2 separate regions of the Canis lupus genome follow, and region 2 is linked to region 1. Evidence: chromatin contacts called from public Hi-C data. All regions are on one chromosome and are shown on one strand. The core of a region is the stretch at or near the end of the contact, and the rest is flanking DNA. Distances in the headings are between cores, read along the strand shown. Region 1 has its middle 21 kb from the start of ZNF274. Region 2 overlaps LOC106558942 (zinc finger protein 420-like).

The links. Hi-C and Micro-C count contacts between places; a contact is called where the count stands out from the background.
Region 2: a Hi-C map of blood shows a contact between it and region 1, with 8 times the contacts expected there. The contact joins two enhancer-like sites. A contact is called at or near these places in 2 of 9 Hi-C or Micro-C datasets (amygdala and blood).

What each region holds. Positions count from the first base shown.
Region 1 is chr1:100,491,985-100,496,813 of UU_Cfam_GSD_1.0, forward strand. No RefSeq gene overlaps it. Among named protein-coding and RNA genes, the nearest start is that of ZNF274, 21 kb to the left of the region's middle. Within about 2 kb of position 3,452, at least 11 of the 20 cell types and tissues checked have an H3K27ac peak or open chromatin away from gene starts, as enhancers often do. A contact at or near this core is called in blood, where this site is marked.
Region 2 is chr1:101,434,070-101,439,235 of UU_Cfam_GSD_1.0, forward strand. LOC106558942 (zinc finger protein 420-like) reads right to left here. Exons shown (of 13, transcript XM_038527588.1): 7 at 4,377-4,403; 8 at 3,454-3,936; 9 at 122-160. The coding sequence starts at 136. Among named protein-coding and RNA genes, the nearest start is that of ZNF772, 41 kb to the left of the region's middle. Within about 2 kb of position 3,527, at least 5 of the 20 cell types and tissues checked have an H3K27ac peak or open chromatin away from gene starts, as enhancers often do. A contact at or near this core is called in blood, where this site is marked.

The sequences.
Region 1 (4,829 bases), core at 2,202-4,701:
TATCTCTGTCTCAGTGTATGATGCTGAACTGCACCACCTTGAAAAGCAAAACAAAAAAGTGTTAAAGGAGGCAGAGGAGCTTCCACGTTAAAGTTCAGACACATCTGTGAGATCAATGGACTCCAGCATAGAAATGAATAAACAATATTGACTAGTCCTCCCTCCAAACTGGGTATTAATGAATCGACATGCAAGAAATGTGCATTATTAAGGACATGCAAGTTAAATCAATGATGTGCTGCAATTTCTAGATTGGATATTGTGGTACACAGAATTCTAAGAACTTTATACCATGATTAGTTTAGTTTGTATGGCAAAGGATGGGATTTTGAAGATGTAATTAAGGTTACAAATTTGTTGATTTAAGCTAATCAAAAGGGAGGTTAATTTGAATCAGCTGGACTTGGTCAGTCTGATTTTTTTTAAGGTTTTTGTTTATTTGACAGAGAAAGAGCACAAACAGGGGAAGCAGCAAGCATAGGGAGAAGCAGGCTACCTGCTAACCAGGGAGAAATCCTAGGGTCATGGGATCTGACCTCAGCCTAAGACAAATGTTTGGGCAGCCCGGTGGCTCAGCGGTTTAGCGCTGCCTTCGGCCCAGGGCATGATCCTGGAGGCCCAAGATCGAGTCCTACGTCAGGTTCCCTGTATGGAGCCTGCTTCTCCCTCTGCCTGTGTCTCTGTCTCTCTCTCTCTGTGTCTCTCGTGAATAAATAAATAAAATCTTTATTAAAACAAAAAAGGGCTGATGCTTAACCAACTGAGCCACCCATGCGCCCCAGTCTGAAGTCTTGAAAAGAGTGTTTAAGACTCTCTGTTGCTAGCTTGGAAGAGGCAAGCTGCTCTGAGCTCTACAGCTACAAGGAAATGTATTCAGTCACAATCTGAATGAGCTTGGGGGACGCCCGGGCAGCTCAGCTGTTGAGCGTCCTTCCTTTGACTCAGGACATGATCCTGGAGTTCTGGGATCAAGTCCCACATCAGGCTCCTGCATGGAGCGTGCTTCTCCTCCCTCTGCCTATGTCTCTGCCTCTGTCTGTATCTCTCATGAATAAATAAAATCTTAAACAAATGAATAAGCTTGGAAGTATACTCTTACCCCGTTGGTGGATGAGAATGCAACCCACTGAAGACAGAGGACCCAGTTAAGCCATGCCAGACTCCTGAACTCATAGGAACTACGAGATAATAAATGCATGTTGTTTTACGGTGTTAAATTTATGGTAGATTATTACATAGCAAGAGAAACAATAGAGGCATGAAAGGGACTATGGAAACAAGTTACAGGTAAAAAACATTGTGTATCTGGAGCACTTTGTTGTTACATGGTTTTTCTCCTACAGAGCAGAACCAGGATATGGCCCACCCCATATACAAGCCAGACTTAAAACATAAGACCCTGGGGATGCCTGGGTGGATCAGTGATTGAGTGTCTCCCTTTGGCTCAGGGTGTGAATCCAGTCCTGGGGTCGAGTCCCACATCGGGCTCCCTGCGAGAAGCCTGCTTCTCCTTCTGTCTGTGTCTCTGCCTCTCTGTGTATCTCATGAATAAATAAATAAAATCTTTAAAAAAACAAACAAAAAAAAAACAAAAACAGAAGACCCTGGCTCCCAAAAGCACCAATGAGTTGCCTGTGTTAACTACCAATATTGATCAATCAGGATGAGGTATTTTTTTTTACCCCTTTCTGTCCTTAGCATATTGGACCTGAGTGGGAACCTTAGTGGATGGAACTTTCTCTATATAAGCAGGGCCTCTCCATGGTTAGGAGGGGTGAGTTTATTCTTTTTAAGATTTTATTAATTTATTCATGAAAGAGAGAGGCAGAGACATAGGCAGGGGGAGAAGCAGGCTCCATGCAGGGATCCCGACATGGGACTCGGTCCTGGGTCTCCAGGGTCATGCCCTGGGCCGAAGGCAGCACGTAAAACCGCCGAGCCACACAGGCTGCCCGAGGAGTGAGTTTAATTCTTGCTTGTTAGTACTGTCTTTCCTCAGCTTGAGCTGTCACCCCCAATATAGCTTTGCCTTTACATTTGATTTGTGGTCCTGCCTCATTTCTATTGTTGGTCCCAAGAATCTGACTCTGGAAACATCTGGTGGTGAGTATACGTGGGATAAGTATGAAGGGAGAGTTCATAATAATATAAAATTACTTAAAATGTTCCTATCATTCTGGCATCTAGGAATTCCGTTTCTAGAAATTCTTCTTAAAAAGGCCTTAGTAATTAAACAATAGTGAATCTGCATTGAGGGTTTAGTGTGTATAGAACACACAGGTACTAGCAATACAGTCCTCACAGAGCTCTCTAATTACTCTGATTTTCAAATGAGGAAGGTGAGTTTTATTTTTTTTAAAGATTTATTTATTTATGAGAGACACACAGAGAGAGAGGCAGAGACATAGGCAGAGGGAGAAGCAGGCTCCTCGCAGGGAGCTCGATGTGGGACTCGATTCTGGATCCCGGGATCACGCCCTGATCCGAAGGTCAATGCTCAACCGCTGAGCCACCCAGGTGTCCCTAAAGGTGAGTTTTGGAGAGTTTAGAGAGTTGAGGTCTTTTTACATCACTCATGAAGCTAGAAAGCATCTGTGTTAACCTGAGGCACAGGCCGTGCCTTTTTGAAACCACTCTTAATCCCATTCGATTATTATCAAAATAAACCCAATGGTGTTTATGTGTATAGTGATAAAACACCTGTTGTTAAACGTTTATTGTCTAATTTAGGGGCAGGGTTAGGTGTGTGCTCCCACAATCTTGCTAAGTTTTCTAAATAATTGAAAATGTTCTAAATAGGATGTTGAGGAAAAGTAAGTCCAATAAATGCAGTATTTTCTAAGGTTCACATATCTTTGGCTGAGGGAGTTACCCCTCATTCGTTTCTAGACAAATTGTCTAAGCCATTGACTTTTCCTTGTATTAAAGAAAATATTCTGGTAAGAACACCTAGGGTGGCAAAAGTAAACTTCAGTCACCAGATAAAGGTCCCTACCGCCCCTACAGGCTGGCTCAGAGCTCCGCGTATAGCCGTTGAGGATGAATCCAGTAGGAACTGCGGGGCTCGGTGCTTGAGGCTGAATTCCGCGGGTGATTTTTCCTTTCACCTGTGGGATCACTTCAGAGCCCTGCGATCTGAATCCTTGACATCCAGGATCTGCTGTCGTCTCCTTCTCTCGCCAGGAGAGGGCGCCGCCGCCACAGCTAACGCGACTTGTAGAAGAAGGTGGTGCGCCGCCTCCCGCGACTTTCTGGGAGTTGTAGGCCGCTGGGAGAACACGCATGCGTGCTGGAGACCCGGAAGCGGGTACGTTGGCGCGGGAAGGGTGGGCTGTTGCCTTTCGAGTGGGGATGACCGAGAACACAGCGTTAACGTTGCTGCTGCTGATGAGGCAGCATGATTAGCGCTCGGGCGGAGTCGGCGGCGGGGCAGCCGGGAGGACCCGGAGCGGGGTCGCAGGTGGCTCCAGTGGGGGCAGGTATCTGCTGCTGGCCATCACTGGGGATCGTCCCCCAGATCCACTGTACGGGCAGGGGCCTTTCTCCTCGTCCAACCCCATCTCCCAGCAAGACCTCCATCCTCTGGAGGAGGAGCCCCACTGGTGGCAGACACCCTCTGGTCCCTGGATATCTGTCCATCTTTCTTCCTACACATACTGCACTACCCTCCCAAAAGGATAACTCAGATAGCTCAGGTCCCGAGAGTCCCGGGGATCCATTGACCTTGACGCTAAAGGACAAGTTCTGAGCCCCGCCCCACTCCCAAAGTACTGTGGTGAGCAGGGAGGGACTGGATTCGCAAAGGAAAAGGCAGATTCCAGTGCACCACACCTATGAAATCTTGCCCTAACCACAAAGGAGGCTTCCCCCCCCTTTTTTAAAAATTTAAAACCAATTAACATACGGTGTATTATTAGTTTCAGTGTATTATTTATTTCTTCAGGTAGAGTTTGGTGATTAGGAAGTGATTACGGTTTTTCTAGACTCTGATTCTTCTCTCTGGAAGAAAACCTATGTCCTCTGGGGTCCCTGGCCTAGCTTCTGGGAGGCCTTTTCTCCATTCTGGAAGAGGGCATCACAAATATAAAATCAAAAAATACTGTGCAGCCTGGGTGGCTCAGCGGTTTAGCGCCGCCTTCCGCCCAGGGCCTGATCCTGGAGACTCAGGATCAAGTCCCATGTCTGGCTCCCTGTATGGAGCCTGCTTCTCCCTCTGCCTGTGTCTCTGCCCCCCCGCCCCCCCCTCCGTCTCTCATGAATAAATAAAATCTTTAAAAAAATAAAAAAATATTAACAGCGCTCCCAGATGCTCCCTTTCTGATTCATTCCAAGTCAATATTAGCTCTCCTCCAAAGGTTCACAAACACTATCCTGATTTCTGTTGCGGTAGATTCCTTTTGCCAGTTTTTGAACTTTGCATAAATGGAGTTCTGAAGTATGTATTCTTTTTTGCCTTCTTTTGCTCAATACTATTTATAAAATTTATCCTTTTTTTTTGTATGTAAGTAGTGGTTTGTTTGGTCCAGTATTACACTGTATGAAAATGCCAAATTCTGTTCATTTTAATGTTGGTAGATTATTTGGTTGATGATGCTTTCGGACTTTTATGAATATTAGTGATAGGGACATTCTGGTATGTAGCTTTGGTTGCATGTCAGGTAGACTCAAACACCATAGCAGAGTTTAAAACTGAGCTGACACTGGCAGGGGTGACTAGGTAGCTCAGTTAGTTAAGCCTCCCAATTTTGGCTCAGGTCATGATCTCAGAGTCCTGGGCTAAGAGTCCCAGGGAGGCCTTCCTGCTCCATCACCACTACTCTACTCCTGCT
Region 2 (5,166 bases), core at 2,277-4,776, 940 kb after region 1:
GGCCCAAAGTGAGAATCTCTCTCCATACAACCTCTGACCTGGGCTTAAGGGGTTATTTAGAGTCTCTAAACACCAAGGGCAGGAAGAGTACAGGAAAAGTTCCAGGACACCTGACACTCACCAGTGCAGGGTCCATAAGTGCTTCTGCTGAAAGCAGAACCTGCAGGAAGAGCAGGGCCATGTTAGTTTAATTCCCATCAGGAATACAGACAAAAAAGTGAAACATTTAATAATTTTAGGTAAAGGAAGCTGAAAGGGATAAAGAAAGCACTTATAAAGGAAAGTATAAGGTGTTATGGAGTTATGCCAAAAGCATGCACGCATCCTCAGGAAAGTCTTTCTAGGAGTACAGAGCCTGTTAAGGTTGTGTTGTGTTTGAGTAACATCCCTCAGGTTAATGAGTAACCAGAAAAAGAGATAAATTATGTCCAAGTTTATGTCTGGGTGGGCCTCTGACCCTTCCATTTTATTCCTTATTATTCTGATTCTTCCTGTGCCAAAAATACATTCTTCTCTTTCTCTACTTTGTAGTTGGCCCTAATAGCTGGTCAGGTACATGACTCCTTATACTTCTTTTTCAATTTTTTCAATAAATGTTCAGAAAAATATTGCGAATATATTCTCTCCTGTGGTAGAGAACTAAACCAAACTACTATTTACTTGATTATCCATTCCAAATGAATGTCTGATAAAGAGGTTGTTGCTGGAGCTCCAGGAAAGGTGCTTTGGCCTCCTGCAGTTCAGAGTAATTGCATTTCTCAACTTACAGGAAAGGAAACAAGCTAGGACCTAACCTTGTTCCATTCTCCATTTTATCCTTACAATTATTGAATTTTGCCTATTTTAGCAAAATATCCTATCATCATTTCCTCTAGCAGTAGTACCAGAGGAAGATGATAAAAAATGATAATCACTTAAAAAGCAAAAATCTTGTGGGTGTAGAGTATAAAAATTTACGATAACATTGTTTATCAGATAAACACTTTACAGTGTTTACAGATAAAATTTGTAACATGACATAAAGATCAGAAAGGGAAAACAGTTTAACTACAATAATTTTAATAAATCTAAACAATTTAAGAAAACTACATCATTAGAGAAGAAGAATCTCACAGAAAAATGCAGCCAAACAGACGTAAAGGGTAAGATTAAATGAGAAAGAAATAACAAATCTTGACAAAATTCATAAGAAAGAGTACCAAACAAAACGAACAAACAAAAGACTGTGGAGAAGAGAACACACATCTAGAGTTCATAAACTGGAGCCAGAAAACCCAAACCCAACAGTACTAAAAGATTCAGAGCAACCAAAGCTAAAAAGCTTGATGTTATGCATGTTACTTAAGGATGCCAGGGGGCACCTGGATGGATCAGTCCACTAAATCCAACTCTTGGTTTCAGCTCAAGTTGTGATCTCAGGGTTGTGAGATGGAGCGCCCCCCTCCCCAAGATGCCCGGGATTCTCATACTCCCTCTGCCCCTCCCCCAGCTTCGTGCTCTCTTAAAATAAATAAATCTTTAAAAAAAAAGATTTAAAGATTTATTTATTTAGTCATTATTTAGTCATGAGAGAGAGAGAGGCAGAGACACAGGGACAGAGGGAGAAGCAGGCTCCATGCAGGGAGCCTGATGTGGGACTCGATCCCTGGACTCCAGGATCACACCCTGGGCCGAACGCAGGCGCTAAACCGCTGAGCCACCCAGGGATCCCCTAAATAAATCTTTTTTTTTTTTTTTTTTTTGTTAAAATACCTGTGTGTCCCAAATATTTTAGAATTTGAGAAGTTTCTTTTAAAGTGACAAGGCTACGTAAGTAAAAATAAACATTAAACATCACTTTAGCATGCAAGAGTAATTGTTCCTAAAGAGGTGATAACATTATAAGGCTGTTCTGGTAAGAAAACTATACACACAAAAATTAGGTTGAAAAGACCAGAGCTCATAAAATAGGGCACTCGTGGGTCTTGATGCTTCAGTGCCAGTACAGAGCATTAAAACAGCAGCTTATAAAACTGCTGTGTAGCAAAACAAATTTAGACCTCCACTTCAAATGCACACAAAAAAGTAATTTCAGCTGGACATGCTTAGCTGGGAAGACAAAAATTACATCTTGTATGAATGAAGAGAATAGATTTTTTAAACCAAAGCCTCATAGTAAAGAATCCCACTACAATAAAGGGCTCCTGTTGTCATAATAACTGAAATGGCAAGCTAAACAGTTGAGTAAAAATTACACAAATTCTTGAATCCTCCAAAATTGTTAAAATAAATTTAAAATTTTAACACTTAATAAACTGAAATCTTCTGTATGTAAACAAGAATTCCGGCAAGCACTTTCTAAGAAGGCAAAAGTAATGGTAAGCATTAAAAGCAAAACTCAGTAAGGCTGACCTCACAAGCCTGACACTGCCTAGAACTAATAAGACTGTAGAAATTCATAAATATTGTAAGCTGCTACTGGTATATAGATTGGTAACATTTTGGAAAGCCAGTTTGGCATTATAAAGTAAATTTAAACCTCAGACTGTGGAAATCCATATTTAATATATATATGCTAGACAACTGTGTGCTTGTATATCCTAGAAAATGTGGATATAGTAGCAATGTTTTTATAAATGCAGAAAACCATGGGCAAAAACAAAGACATGTTTTCCAAGTATCCATACCATAGAATATGGCACAGAAAAATGGATATATGTAAAAAGTTAGTCACAATATACTATTGTGATGTGATTGTGATGTCAGTCCTTTCATAGTGTTTGAAGTCACATGGAAACTATTAATACTAGATGCTGAGTATTTCCCACATAGTTGCTCAAACTGTCAAGACAATAAAATATGCTTACTTGAAACAGACAACAGTCTAACTTGGGAGACTGGGATAATAGTGGAAAGACTTGCACAGCTGGCTTCTCGGTCTTATTTATAACTCATTTCCTCACTTGGCCAGTGTGAATATAATTAGAACGGAGAGATCAGGTCGGCAGAAGCTCTCAACCCTACAAATGCTGTTTTCTTGTGCGGACTCACAGGAAAAGAGGTGGACTCTCCCAGGAGCTACTACTTGACTATCCCTGCCAACAGCCCAGCCAAAGAGAAACCACTATACTCACGACGCCCACTTTGCCCAATGAGCTTTGTTCAGAGCAGCCCTTTCCAGACTTGCCTGGATGCAATACTCTTGTATTCCCGAATTAAACCCAAATAAACCCATTTTGGGTGGTAAAAAAAAACTGCCCGTTTTATTTCTAAGGTTAACAGCAATAATTACAGGTACTAATTTTACAGGTGGTTATTCAACTGCACACGTACATTCTGTGCAAGTCTTTTCAGGCAAGTCTTATTTCAAAATTTGGAAGATCAAAGTAAATAGGACCCTCCTGAGGACAAAAACACGAAATTCTAATGTAGAATGAAGAGTTGGGTGCTGGCCCAGAGAAACGCAGCGCTTACCTGAATGGGAATCGCCACGGCAGCTGTGGCCGGGTGCGGGGGGGAGGGACACCGTGGCAGCGTAGCCCTCAGTCCCGGCGACAGCTACGCCGAATCTCAGCGGAGCCGGCGCAGCGCATCCTGAGCCCTCACCTCAGGCGGGCCAAGGATCCCGACCGGAGACAGGACCAAGTTTACAAGATGTCGCTGGAGGCCTACGCCGGAAAGCTCGCCCCGTCGCTGTCCATCGGGCGGAAGTGCCTCTCGTCGAGCCCTCATTGGTCCAGTGGAGGGGACGCACGGCGCACTGCCTTCCGGGTAATGTAGTTCTGACGGAGCTACGGAACCCCTACAGGTCTCCATTCTTCCTGACCCCGGGGTGTTTTCTAGCCACACCAAGAAAGGGGCTGGATCGGGATCTCCGCAGGTTTTGAGGGCGGAGCGGGGCGGGGCTCTGGCTTCTTGGAAGGGTCACACCCAGATTTCCGTGGAACGTAGCCTGTGCTGATCACAAAACAGACACGTTTTCAGACATTCCCCAAAACTACAAACGGTCACTCAGACACAAAGTGCATCCACCCACAGCTGAGACCTAAAATACTCTTACTGCTTTTCAAGTACATGTTAGAGCGGAATCAATTGATTCTGTAGTTTTTCTGTTAGAAAAAAGGTAGAGAGGTGCCTGGGTGGCTCAGTTGGTGAAACATCTGACTTTGGCTCAGGTCATGATCTCAGGATCCTGGGATTGGCCTGCTTCTGGCTCCCTGATCCGGGGGAGTCTGCTTGACCCTCTCCTTTTGCCCCACCTCAACTGGTGCTCACTCTCATATAAGTAAAATCTTCCTGGGGATTATGTCCAGCCCTTTCTCCAAGTATTCCATTCCCTACTCCATCCATTCTATTCTAAGATTCTAAGCCCCATCTGAAAAGAGCGAGTGACTTACCACATGGGGAAAGGAGGCTTCTGAACACTGAAAAACAGAAAAGGATGAAGGCTGTAAAATGGTGCAAACATTATGAAAAACAGTTCCTCAAAAAACTGACCATATTGCCATATGATTCAGCAATTCTTTTTGAGGATATATGCAAAAATAATTGGAAAGCAAGGTACTGAAGAAATCTTTTTTGGAAAGTAAGGTGTTAAAAGAAATATTGGTATACTCATGTCCATAGTAGCATTATTCAAAATAGCCAAAAGAGGTAGAAGCAACTCATGGTCCATGGGCAGATGAATGGATAGAGAAAATAAAGAAAATGATGTGGAAAGGCCAGGGAAGGCAAAAATGGCTAGTTAGGTAATGGAATTAGGTTTAACAAGATGAAAAGAGTTACGGATATCCATGGTACAAGGTGACCATACTTAACATTCCTGAACTGTACCCCTAAAAACAAGATGGTAAATTTCACATGATGTGTAATTTACCACAACTTTTAAAACTATGTATTAGCTTTTTTTTCCCAGTGCTAATTTAAAACATACTTTTGGCAGAAATCTTTCCCCATTTGCTCTACTCACAAGTTCAAATTCTTTCTCTGGTCCTGAATGAGATGGGAGTCTTGGCTCAAGAATTTCCCACATTCCCTGCACTCCCAATGCCTTTACCCAGTGTGAATTCTCTGATGCTTAACGAGATTGGTTTGCACTGAAACACTTCCCCACATCAGCTGTACTTGTAAAGTGTCCTCCAGTGTGCATTTTCTGGTGACCAATGATGCAATACTTAGTAGCAAAGG